Regions from separate parts of the Sus scrofa genome. Here regions 1 and 3 are each linked to region 2. The links are chromatin contacts, called in public Hi-C and promoter capture Hi-C maps. All regions are on one chromosome and are shown on one strand. The core of a region is the stretch at or near the end of the contact, and the rest is flanking DNA. Distances in the headings are between cores, read along the strand shown.

Evidence for each region. Promoter capture Hi-C pulls out the DNA fragments that hold promoters and counts their contacts. A called contact is a pair of places that touch in the nucleus more often than the background predicts.
Region 1: a Hi-C map of omental adipose tissue shows a contact between it and region 2, with 2.0 times the contacts expected there. The contact joins the enhancer-like site here to the promoter of CHSY1 in region 2. A contact is called at or near these places in 15 of 47 Hi-C or Micro-C datasets (brain, embryonic fibroblasts, epiblast stem cells and 9 more) and 1 of 2 datasets of contacts at active chromatin or transcription factors (alveolar macrophages).
Region 3: a promoter capture Hi-C map of liver shows a contact between it and region 2, with 8 times the contacts expected there. The contact joins the promoter of ASB7 here to the promoter of CHSY1 in region 2. A contact is called at or near these places in 1 of 5 promoter capture datasets (liver), 2 of 47 Hi-C or Micro-C datasets (fibroblasts and mesenteric adipose tissue) and 2 of 2 datasets of contacts at active chromatin or transcription factors (alveolar macrophages and skeletal muscle).

What each region holds. Positions count from the first base shown.
Region 1 is chr1:139,219,458-139,223,506 of Sscrofa11.1, forward strand. It overlaps ASB7 (ankyrin repeat and SOCS box protein 7), which reads left to right. Exons shown (of 6, transcript XM_003121646.4): 5 at 2,483-3,088. Among named protein-coding and RNA genes, the nearest start is that of ASB7, 30 kb to the left of the region's middle. Within about 2 kb of position 2,589, at least 3 of the 83 cell types and tissues checked have an H3K27ac peak or open chromatin away from gene starts, as enhancers often do. A contact at or near this core is called in omental adipose tissue, where this site is marked.
Region 2 is chr1:139,803,133-139,807,463 of Sscrofa11.1, forward strand. CHSY1 (chondroitin sulfate synthase 1) reads right to left here and starts at 1,326. Exons shown (of 3, transcript NM_001244442.2): 1 at 1,004-1,326. The coding sequence starts at 1,326.
Region 3 is chr1:139,189,180-139,192,924 of Sscrofa11.1, forward strand. It overlaps ASB7 (ankyrin repeat and SOCS box protein 7), which reads left to right and starts at 2,228. Exons shown (of 6, transcript XM_003121646.4): 1 at 2,228-2,819; 2 at 2,987-3,075. LINS1 (protein Lines homolog 1) reads right to left here and starts at 2,059. Exons shown (of 7, transcript XM_013993232.2): 1 at 1,915-2,059.

The DNA of each region.
Region 1 (4,049 bases), core at 1,339-3,838, 580 kb before region 2:
ACAAGGACTCATGTGCCTTGTGTGATCCTGACAGAATTTATATCTAGGTGTTTTGCTACTATTATAAGTAAGATCTTTTTCTTATTGCATTGGCTAATAATAATTTTTAAATTAATAATTTTTTCATCTTTACTTGTGTTTCCCCTTTGTTAATTCCTCAAGGAAAGTAACTATACAGATTTTATGTGTTGTTAACCGACAGTCTTCCTTCTGTACTGTGTTTCCCGTGTGTACTCGGTTAATGCATTTTAAACTTAGACCATGCTTTATTTGTTAAATCTTTGTTTTTCCTAGCTCAGTAGAGCATCCAGATGTAAGTAGAATCTAAAAAGGGCTAAAGTGGAAAACCAAAGATGCAAGTGCAATTTCATGTAACATAATTTTAATTTTACTATCAAATAGAATGAGTGTAGGATGCACACAGACTGCTTACTGACACCTTTAAAGGCACCCCCAGTGGATGAAAGGTAGGAGAAGAAGGTATTCTTAAATTTCACTAGCAGATTAAGAGAGAATGTCTGGAAAGCAGTTGATTGGTCATATATAGATTAGAAATGCTGTCTTGGCAAGATTTGCAGTTTCGTTTGAATAGATGTCTTTTAGATGCCATGCCTGTGTTTAATTAGTCTACTTTTAGGTAAATGTGGTATCTGAGCAGCGTCTGTCAAAATGGGAATATTAGTAGCTCATGTTTATGCCTTGCCAGTAGGTGGCAGCAGTGTGCTTTGTTTAAATGTTCTTGCCTATTTTTTTTTTTTTTTGTCACATAGTGAATATGTGCTGTATATTTTTCTTTTAGTTGAAGACCAGTGCAGATGTGATACCCTGATTTTCTTTAAGCAGATAAAATTAATATTGCTACTGTGTAATGTAAGTTTATATTAAATGATTTTAGAAATTCAACTGATACAGCTTACCTAAAAAAGTGTTAACTTTTTACAGGTTTGTTTCAACTACATCTTAATTGAAATTTGTATTCTCCACAGTTTTATTACTATTTTACATATAGTTTTATGCCTCATAGGTTTTGCTAAGAGAGCAGACTTCATAAAATTTGATTTCATAAAATGTTTTAGAACTAAGCAACACTGTACTAAATAGTCCATGAGTGTTTGATCATATAATTTTGGAGGCGTCTCATTTGTTTGTTTGTAGAACATGCATGAATTTTTTTTTTATGAACAAATGAAAAATTAAGGATGACTCTTATGAGAAGAAAGCATTTTATTGTATTTTATTTTTGTCTTTTTAGGGGTGCACCTGTGGCATATGGAGGTTCCCAGGCTAGGGGTCTAATAGGAGCTGTAGCTGCTGGCCTACACCACAGCCACAGCAACACCAGAGCCAAGCCGTGTCTGTGACCTACATCACAGCTCATGGCAACGCCGGATCCTTAACCCGATGAGCAAGGCCAGGGATCTAACCTGCAACCTCATGGTTCCTAGTAGGATTCATTTCTGCTGCACCATGATGGGAACTCCAGGAGAAAGCATTTTAATCCTAGGTAGTTAGGTCTGCCCAGTTATCTTCACATGGAATTGCTGGCCTCCAGGAAGTGACCTGCATCCTCTGAGGGTTCTTCCCCTTTTCTGCCCCTGCTCAGGAAGGCCAGTAGGATGAGTTGTGTGCAGAACTGACCCCTGGCTTCAGGAAAGATTGGGGGCAGGTGACAAAATTTCTGTGACTTGAGGAGTAACATAGCTGATAAATCATTTTTGTTTCTTTCTCTCTTTTATTTCTTTTCTTTCTTCAAGAGATCTGTCAATTTAGGAGAGAGTTTTGAAAGTGTTTTAGAAAATAATATTTATACAGTGCTGAGGTTTCTCCCAACTTTTCACACAATGTGTGCTGCTTAACTCTTACCAAGATTCTTGTAAAATGAAGAATTCAGAATAGACTTTTATCTTATGAAAACATAATTTATCAAGATCACTTAGCATATATCTTACAAGCTTTGGAATTTTTACAGACCACAGAAAAACTTTTTTTTTTTAAACTAATACAGCCTAAAACAACACAGTCTGCCAGACCGCAGTACATCCGTAATTTAGAGCAGCAGATGTTGCTACACATGCTTCTCTTTAAGACCAAGAAGAAGCACAAGAGAAAATAAAATAAAAAGTTCAAAACAGAAGAGAAGCATGAAACAGTGCAGAGATGAGGGAGTTGGGAAGCCAAGGGCAGTTGGTTCAATTAGCAAAGAGAAGGGATGTGGTGATCTGGACTCTGTTTTTTGTGTACATCTTCTAAACACTTTGTAAGTCATGTTCATCCTGTTAACCCAGCTTTGATAACTCTCTAGTAAAATTTATTTTCCATTAAAACTCTGCTTGGGTTAAGCTGAGAAGTACGTGGTATTCATTATACTGTTTCATCATTTCACATTTCGAACAAGAGTCGGCTAAGATGTGCCATCCCATGGCAGAGTTCATTGCTTTGTCACAGAGTCTGCTAATGTTTTTCCATTTGGTTCTCACTCTAGCTGATCCCACAGTGAAGGACTTAATCGGAGGCTTCACTGCTCTTCACTACGCAGCCATGCATGGCCGGGCCCGGATTGCACGCCTCATGTTGGAATCCGAATACAGGAGCGACATCATTAATGCCAAAAGCAATGATGGCTGGACCCCCCTGCATGTGGCAGCCCACTATGGTAGGGACTCATTCGTCCGACTCCTCCTGGAGTTCAAGGCTGAGGTCGACCCACTCAGTGATAAAGGCACAACACCGCTTCAGCTTGCCATTATCCGGGAGAGGTCGAGCTGTGTGAAGATCCTCCTGGACCACAATGCCAATATCGACATTCAGAACGGTTTCCTGTTGCGATACGCTGTGATCAAAAGCAATCACTCTTATTGCCGAATGTTCCTTCAAAGAGGAGCAGACACAAACTTGGGTCGCTTAGAAGATGGACAGACGCCATTACATCTGTCTGCCCTTAGGGATGACGTGCTTTGTGCGCGGATGTTATATAATTATGGAGCGGACACGAACACAAGGAACTATGAAGGACAGACCCCACTGGCTGTTTCAATAAGCATTTCTGGAAGTAGTCGACCGTGTTTGGATTTCTTACAGGAAGTCACAAGTATGTAATTTAATTATTACTATTACTACTTTTTTTTTTTTTTCAATTGCATCTTCTGAGGAGCTTAAGGTGTTTTACAACTTAAAATGGCCAGACATGAATGATTCCTGTTAGCCCTACCTGGTAAGTAAAATGAAAAGAAGGCTCCACATCACAAGATTTCATAAAAAAACAGTTGTGTTACTAGAAGTAATGAGAGTAGATAGGGTGGGGTGAGAGAAGAAATGGAGAAAAAGAAACAGGAGAATTTTTTAAATTAACAAAGATCGATGTTAGAACAAGGCACTTCCTGCTATTCATAAGCATAGTATTTCCAGGCTTTTGTGGAATTAAGATTGAGGAATTAGAAGGAGGATTTTGGATATTGGCATCCATAGCTATGAAAGTGAGCTAGAATTTGCGCTCTATGGCTAAGCTCTTGCTCATATTTTATTGTTGCTTTTCTACTTCATTACAGTGTGGGACACATGAAATGGAACAGCAGTGTTATTTACTTACATATCTGAGTAATGCAGGTTAAGGGTTGTAAGGGTTGTAGCAATTGTTGTAAGGAAAAAATTAACTATCAGTGGAAAATATAGTGCCACTGTCCCTGGCCCACACAGGACATTGTAACTGACCTGTTTTTGTGCAAACAGGCACTTTTTTTTAAGCCAGGAAGTGTCCAACCCACCATGTGTAGCGACGCGTGTGTTGTATTATTTCCCTTCTCTCCCCTTCCCATTGTGCCCAGGGCATGTGGAAGTTACCAGGCCAGGGATTGAACCTGCACCACAGCAGCAACTAGAGCCACAGCAGTTAACAATGCCTTATTCTTAACGCACTGTGCCACCAAGGAACTCCACATGTACCTTTAAAATTAGGGCAGATAGAAAAATGGATGTGACTGCCTCTTTGTGTTTGAGTTCTTCACTACATATAGAGCAGAGCCATGCACCTAGTAGGTCCTCAGGAAGTGTGG
Region 2 (4,331 bases), core at 76-2,575:
ATACTGGTTATAAATTAAGAACCGACAGCAACCAGCTTGGCCTTGCTCAGCAATGACTGAGCAAGAGGCCATTCCCAGAGGATCTCCTGCACTGGTCTGTTCTATGGCTGGATCCCAAATCTTATCCCACAGGAAGCATTTCTATATTTCACACATATGAGGTTTCCATTAAATCCGTTTACTGAACCTACATCCTTCTTCTCCCTCAAATTCATTCCAATACAAATCTGCTATTCCAAATCCTCTCTCTTTCTCTCTTCTAAAGATTACTTTGGCTAATCCCTTTGTTAATCCTGAACATGATTCCAACCACTTTTATGACTCATATGGCCAACTAGAGCCCAGATACTGGCTAACACACACATCACCAAACTGGGCTAGTTAACACCAAATTTACCATGGACCAGGAACTGCTTTTCCCAAATATTCTCTTTCCAATTGCTCAACAGACCCCGGTGGGGTTGAGTGTGCAGAGGGCACTCCCCTCATTTACAGGAACGATTCCAACGGTGAAATCTACATGTGGAAGGGTTCTAACCAGATTAATTTAGATTGGCTCTAGTTCTGCAAGGCGAAAGATGGAGATTTCAGAGACTCAAGTAATAATCCCCACTGCCACCACTATCAGAGATACTGTGCCAAGTTTTCCCAACAACCTTAGGAGGGAAATGTTCAGTCAGGCTCATTGAACAAAGGAGAGTGAATATCTGGACAAGGAAAGCTTTAGCGCCTCACAGAAAGTCAGGGCGAGGACCACACCCAGAGGGGCCACCCTGGTATATCTGACCCCAAAAGCCCTTGCTCTTGAGCGCTGCGCTCACCATCCCGTCTCCGACCTCTGCTGCCAATGCCCAACATCGCCCAAGGGGCACCCCGATCCCACAGGAGCTCAGGAAGCCTTGGCTTTGGGAAGCCCTCATAGGCACAAGCCAAGGGCAGACACGCATGGCAGTTTGCTGGGATGCTGGATGCAGGGGGCGGTGCCCGGGGAGCAGGGGCTCACCTGTAGGCAGCCACCGCGCGGGTCTGCAGGTATTTCTGGGCGGTCATGACTCCCACGAAGAGAAAGTTCCTGTCGCGCTGGCCGCCATCCGCTGCCGGGCCGTGCGGCCAGAGCTGCGCCCCCCGCTCATCGCCTCGCGCCCCACCGGCCTGGGAAGCCGCGGCCGCTTGGCCGGGCCGGCAGCCCTCGGGACTGGCTCGGCGCCGCGGGCCCGCTCGCTTCAGCTCAGAGGCGCGGGGCAGGACTAGCCGCGAGGCCAGCACGAAGCCCAGCACGAGCCCGAGCAGCACGCTGAGCCAGGCGCGCCGGCCGCGCGCGGCCATGCCCGCGCCGCTCAGCCCGCCGGGCCGCCGCCGCCTCTGCAGGCTCCGCGAGTCCTCAGCCTGCCGCCCCCGCCCGCGGAGGCCAGCCCGCCCTAGCGCCGCGAGGCCCGGCCCGGGCAGCGCCGCGGCCGCCGCGGGCCCGCCGCGCCCATCGCGGCCCCCGAGCCGCACGCAGGCCCCACGCCGGTGCTTTGTTCCGCACGCCCACCCCGCCCGCCGAGGCCTGCGTCTTTAAGAGGGGACCATGCCCGGCGTGCGCCGGCAGCGTCTCCCGCGCGAGACGGCGGCGGCTCCTCCCGCTCGCGCGCGGGGGCGCGGGGCCAGTGCGACGGCCACGGCAGTGGCAGTCGAGTCCGGGCCCCCGTCTCGCCCTGCCTGCGTCCCCTGGCTGGCTTGACTCCGCTGGCGCTGCGCCCGCCTCCGTCCTCTTCGTGGCCGGCGCCGCTGCCGCCGCTGCACATCCTCCGGCTTAGCTCGCCATTGCAACAGGAGCCCTCACGTCACGCACGGCGCGTTTTGAAGCGGCCCCGGCGGCGGCGGAGCCTGGCCCCTCTCGGGATCCGTCCTCGCCGCCCGATTGGCGCAAAAGTGAATGGGGGGTGGTTCCCGTGGCCAAAGTTTGACAAAAAAAAAAAAAACCCTCCCGGCGGGCGCCCCACCTCGTCCCGCCCCGCCCGCGAGTTCTAAGGCGCTCGGCGCCGGCGGGGACACGGACCGCGGCGCCTTGCAGCCCGTTATCCGTATGGAGACCCCGCCCCCTCCGGCCGGTGCTCGGACTCCTGGCGGCGGCTACAGCAGCGGCATGAAGGCGTCTTGGTTCTGCTAGATGCATCGGTAACCTGCATCTTAGGCGGGATGTTTAAGAAGGGGCTTCTCGGTCCCCAAACTCTCCGCGACCACTTGCTCCTCCCGCATAGGCTGTCCTCGGGTAAACCCTGCCTTCAGCCGGGCGGACCCCACCGGCTACCTTCCCGCGTTTCTCCGGTTCACACTGCATCTTTGTTCCCGCCGCCCAGTGGGCCAGAGCGAGCACGTATAGAATCAACAGTTCAGGAGCCGTTTGAGACGTGCACGCTAGGAGAGTAGACGTGAATTCAGTCACCTTGTTCCAGGCCACTGGTTTCTAAGCTAAAAAAAAAAAAAAAAAAAGACTATCCTTAGTGTCCAAGCTCCTAACAGTACTAGCATTTAATGAATGTTGAAAAAATAGTAGGTGATGTTAATACTCTTTTAATTCACATTCTATGAAGACAGGTAGTCAGCTAATATCCCTCGTCACCTAGTATCCCTACTCTGAATCTTTGTCAATATTTTAACATAGTTCGTCCATAAGAGCTCCGTGGATTTCTAAAGACAGGTTTAGAATCGGTTGTAGAACCGGATTCTCTGTGATAGATTTTAAATTTGATGCATTTTCTCAAAAAAAAAAAAAAAAACTCAGCTAAAGTAACAAAAGCTGAGAAAGTACCCATACAACAAGTGTTTGTGTAAACATTAGTCTTATTACTTTAGTTGCCAGTGTATTGGGCTTTCTTTCTTTTTAAATGAAACTCCCAAAGAGTAAAGTATTTTCCTGGCCATGACGACCTCCCTTCATTTAATCAAATGAACCTAGGAATTAGGGACAGAAAATAAGCATGTTTGGGGTAAATCTTGGATCTTTCTTCACTGCTAAGATGACCAAATGATTGAAATATTACACAATTTAAAGTGCCACCTTGTGGGAGGTATAGATACCATCTCTGCCATTGAATGGTGGTCACTCTTGTTTATTCTTTGGATTTTACCACTTTCTTTGGCACTTGTAATTTATGTCAGAAATAGTTCATTACCCACCTTCCCACAGACTCCCTCCCTAAGAGGTGATCCACATCTAAAAATAAAATACTCATTATGCTGCCAATACAGGATTCCAACAGTGGTCTTGAGAAAAATACAGAACACATAACCATGAATTACAGACTCAAAAACCATCCATAGGGGTTTCCAGTAAGACCATAAGCCACAAATACCGAGTAGTCACAAGATCCCCCAAATTCAGCAGCAGCCCCATAATTCATAATGATCTCCACAGAGCACAAAGGCTGGCAAGATACAGATGTTCTGTTGTGTGTCAAAATTTCAGTATTTTCTAATCTGCTTTAAACGTCCCTATATCCTCATCTAGACTAAAACCTGACGCAAAGTACATTAACATGTGATGACAAATGTTTTGTCCTCCTCCGTTTCCAGACTCCTCAGTTCCTAGGTCAGCAGCCTCACCTGCGCACCTGCAGACTCAATTGGGCTGCTTCTCTTGTACTCTAGAGAGGGTACTGTTCTCCCCAAAGCCTAGGCCTGAAGGTTTAAAGCACCAAGGTCAAGGAGAATATGACACAGGTGAAGTCCTCCCAGGAAAAGCAGGAGATGCCAGGCCAGGGAAGAGGGGGCAAAGGGGGAGGGCAGGATCCTGGAGAAGTTGGGCAGGGGCAGCTCCTGCACAGCTGGATGGTCTGACCCAGGCAGTCCTCCTGGGGAGGGGTCTACAAGTATCCCTGCAGGGCCCCCCTCAGAGGCCTGGAGCAGAGCTCTCCTAGATGGGGGAGAGGGGGGAGAATTTCACAGCTAGAGGCAAAAGACCAGAGCCAGGGGACCTGACACAACCAGTACCAGCAAGGATCTGGGAGGGAGATGTGCTTCACACACACACACACACACACACACACACACACACACACACACACACTGCACATACGCACCTTCTCCAGATGCCCCACAAGGCTCCTCACTCCCCTTGTCTTCTTCTCATTAAGTTACTTATAAAGGTGAAGTCCAGATATGGGATTTCATAGGCATTTCACCTCAGTAAACTGAGGAAGAAACTTTCCCATGCCAGGAGCCTTCTTTGTTAAGTTAAGAGAGTCGTTAACTGTCTTATTTAAAAAGGAATGGTATTGGAGGAGTTCCTGCTGTGGCCCAGTGGGTTGAGAATCTGACTGCAGTGGCTAGAGTCACTGTGGAGGCTC
Region 3 (3,745 bases), core at 978-3,477, 610 kb before region 2:
GAAGCTCAACTCTTTCTGTGGCTTCTCAAACCTGCGCTCTCAGTTTATGGCACCCGTATCTCCTGTCTTATAAGCAAGAAACCTGACTATCTCGCCAGACCCTTCCTTACCTTATTTCTCTCCATCCTCACCATCACTATTACAGCATACCACTTCCTCCTAGGACAACTGCCACAGAGTCCTGGCTAAGTGGTTGTTTCTTGGTCCACCCTAATCCAGCTCCTTCCTACAAACATCTCCACTTTCATTAGGATAAAGTCTAACCCCCTGAACATGACTTAGCAGGCCCTTCAGTGTCTGACCCTTGGGATCCTCTCAACTCTATGCCTCACAAACTAAGCTCCAGGCTTCCTCTGAGGGCCTCAGAAACCCTGCACTGTAGGACCCCCAAGCTTTGCTTAGCTCAGTCTTTCTAAATCACACTCAACCTTTCCCCCTCCCACTCTTTCAACCTTCAACTTGGAAACCTCCAGTCTGGGAAGCCTTCCACACATCCAAGTCAGGATTAGAGGGCCCTGCCAAGTGCTCTCTCACCCTATACTGCAGTGTTTGTCTCACTGCATTGTCTGTAACTACTTTCTAGTTTGGTTTCCCCACATTTGACTATGATCTTCCCTGGGCAGGACTGAGCCGGGGTTGCCCACCTAAGCCAACAGGCAGCTCATGTAGAAGACACCAAAATGAGAGTTCTTGGTGAATGAATGATAATGAATGAATGATAATGAAAAAGAAAATACCAGGGCCCTTTTTAAAGTGTTTTCAGTGACTTCCCCCGCCACCTGCCACAAAACATCTTAGTATATTTTAGTTACATAAAAGGAGTTGATATGTTGAAATAGTACCTCCTTTATATAATTAGGCCTTTCTTTGAGGACACTGATGGTAGCCAAAGGTCTGGTGAATTGGGTGACTTAGTTTAAAACAAAGTCAACTCTTGCCTGGACTATCACAACAGTCTTTCTATAACCCCACTCTCAGCTACAGCTTTCTCCAGCAGCCAGTGATCTTTTCAAAACATAGAGTTATGATCATTTTTCTACCACCTTACCACCCGCTACAAGGTCCTACAAGATCTGGAGACTGTCGCGCCGCTTCACCATCAACCCCAACTTCACCACAAACCATTATCCCTCCTATGATGCTGGACTACCTGGTTCTCTTTCTTGCAGTTTCTGTCCACAGCAAAAGTTATTCTAGCATCAGAGGTTTTGCACTTTTGATGTCTCCGCCTGCAAAATCCTCCCCAACCCACCCGACCCCGGATCTTGGCATGGCTGGCATCTCCTCATTCAGATCACTATTCAAATGCCACATTCTCAGGGACCTTTATTATCAAAACAGCCATCACATCTTAGCCAATCTCCACCCCATTCCGCTTCCCTTTACATAGCCTATCTCTACCTGATAAATAGTTTCGTGTTTGTCAGTCTCCCTTGGTAAAGTGAAAACTCCACGATGATGAGTGATTGCATCTACCTCGTTCACCGAGGTCTCCCTAACGGCTACAACAGTGCCCGGTCGGTAAATACCTGCTCAATGAAAAGAAGCACTTAATAAACATGGCCATCTCCCGTATTTTCCCCTCTCTCCCTTTCAGCCACAGGAATTCCTGAGGGACTTCACCCTTCCAGGCAAACCCTTGAAGCGACACCGCCAGCCCACAGGACTCTCTTTCTTCGCCAGGCGAGGAACGCCATCCTGGGAACTAACGGAGCCCCGGGGGCCGAAAGACCTGCCAAGGCCCGGCACCCGCGTCTGAGAAGCGCTGAAGAGGGCGGTGGGACAAGGCTCCCCTCTCCTCGCCTCCTGGAGACTGCCGCCTTTCTAAGCCTAAGCCTAAGCCCAGAGACAGCCTCTCAGTAGGTCGCACACACGCCTCCCGCGCCGCCAAAGTTAGCGGCCGCTGCCAATTACCTGCAGGGAACCAGCTCGAGCCACCCTGACTCCGCACCGCCATTCGCGTGAGCACCGGCCCCTTCCGGGCCACCGTAGTTCGCGGAGAGAACCCGGCGTTGCCTTCTCCCGCATGCGCAGAGGCCCTGTGCGGCGCACCGCGTTTCTTAGCAACCGCCTGGAGTCCCTCCGCCAGGGGCGGAGCATTGGAAGCCTCAGAAGGGGAAGTGAGTGAGGCCAATCCGAGAGGAGTCCTAGCCCCAATCGGCACGCCTCCCCTAACTGTCGCGAATGCGCAGGCGGCTTTACGGCAGGCAAGGGGTGGGGGCTGCTGGGGGTAGGAGGAGAGAAGGAAGCAACCAACCAACCAAGTTGTCCCCACCCCCCACCCCCACCCACTCCGGACCTGGTTTACGGCTCCGGGCTCAGGCTCCAGTGCGGCCGCTGATTGGCTGCTGAAGGCTTGGTCCCATCCCAGTGACCCCAAAGTGCTGGAGGGAGGGGGCGGGGGTGGCCCAGTGCAAAGTGCATCCCGAAAGCCCCCTGCCTGGAGCCCCCGCGGCTGGCACTTGGGACCCTGTATGACCCGGGACCTCGCTGCCCCGAGACCTCCTGTGCCCCCAGTGGCTGGGAGCCTCCGGCCCGGAGCGCGGCAGCCCCCTGCTCTGAGCCTTCAGACCGGGACTGCCCCCCCACCCGAGCCGGGACTTCCTCCCTGCACCCCTGCCCCGAGGCTGCCCGGCGGCCAGCACCGCCGCCTCAGGTCGGCTCGGCTGTGTGGATGCTGGCCGGACTGGGGCCGTGAGGCACCGAGGAGGACCAGGAACAGCCGCGTCCGGCCCTGCCTGGGCTGTTTCTTCAATGGAGAAGTTGGTGAGTGTGGAGGAGGCTGAAAGGAGGAAGAGAAGCAGCAGCTGAGGAGACAGGTAAAGTCAGTTACCTCCCGGAGGGGAAGGGGGCTGGCCTGGGAGGGAGGAGAATCCCTGCTTCTTCCTGCCTGCCTTTACCACTCTCTTCCTCTGCTCTCCCCTCCTCAGATCCCCCTCCTCCTCGCCCCGGGGCTCTGCACAGCTTTCTGCTTTCTGATCTCCAGGTTTGAGCTGGCTTGAGGAGGCGAGAGGGCAGGAAGGGTCTACCACCAGAGAAGCAGCAGAGAGCCTCTGACCAGCATCCTCCATAAAGGTAATAAGCCACTCCTCCCCTCCCCCATTGTTTATTCTTGGCCCCTACCTCATTAAGCAGTGCTTTATTTTCGGGATGGTTACCTGGGAATGCAACCCTTTCCTGGCCCCCAGTTTCCAGGCAAAACCAGAAACACTGCCTATGCCCTGATCTTTAACATTTTAATAACTTCTTTTTCCCAGGAACGTATTTTATCCCTTTTGCTCTGCACAGTGTTTTCGTGTTTTGCATTTTCTTTCGGTACACTGAACCGTGTACCCTGCTCAGAGACTTTGAGACCTTTTTGTGGTTTCCCTGCCCCTCTTACTCTCATAGGAATTCCTCAATTCCTGGTTAATTGCTTGTTAATTCTGAATGACTCTGCTTTTTAATTAAACTACAATTTTCTGCTTTCCCTGTATACTTTCCTATAACCTTTTCTCTACCTCTACCAGAAAGTCTTTTGAGTTATCTAACTGGTGAAGGTTTAGGTAGAGGAAGATACAGTAATAACTTGAAACTTAAGAGTTTCAGAAAATAATGCCAATTTTTTTTCTAGAAAAAATGAATCTGTGTACCTAAGTAGTATGAATAGTACGAAAGCAATACTCCCTTCTGAAGCACTTATGTATAATTAACTCTTTTGTGTATTTCTTGTGACAGATGTGGATGGGCTCTGAAATTCTTATAA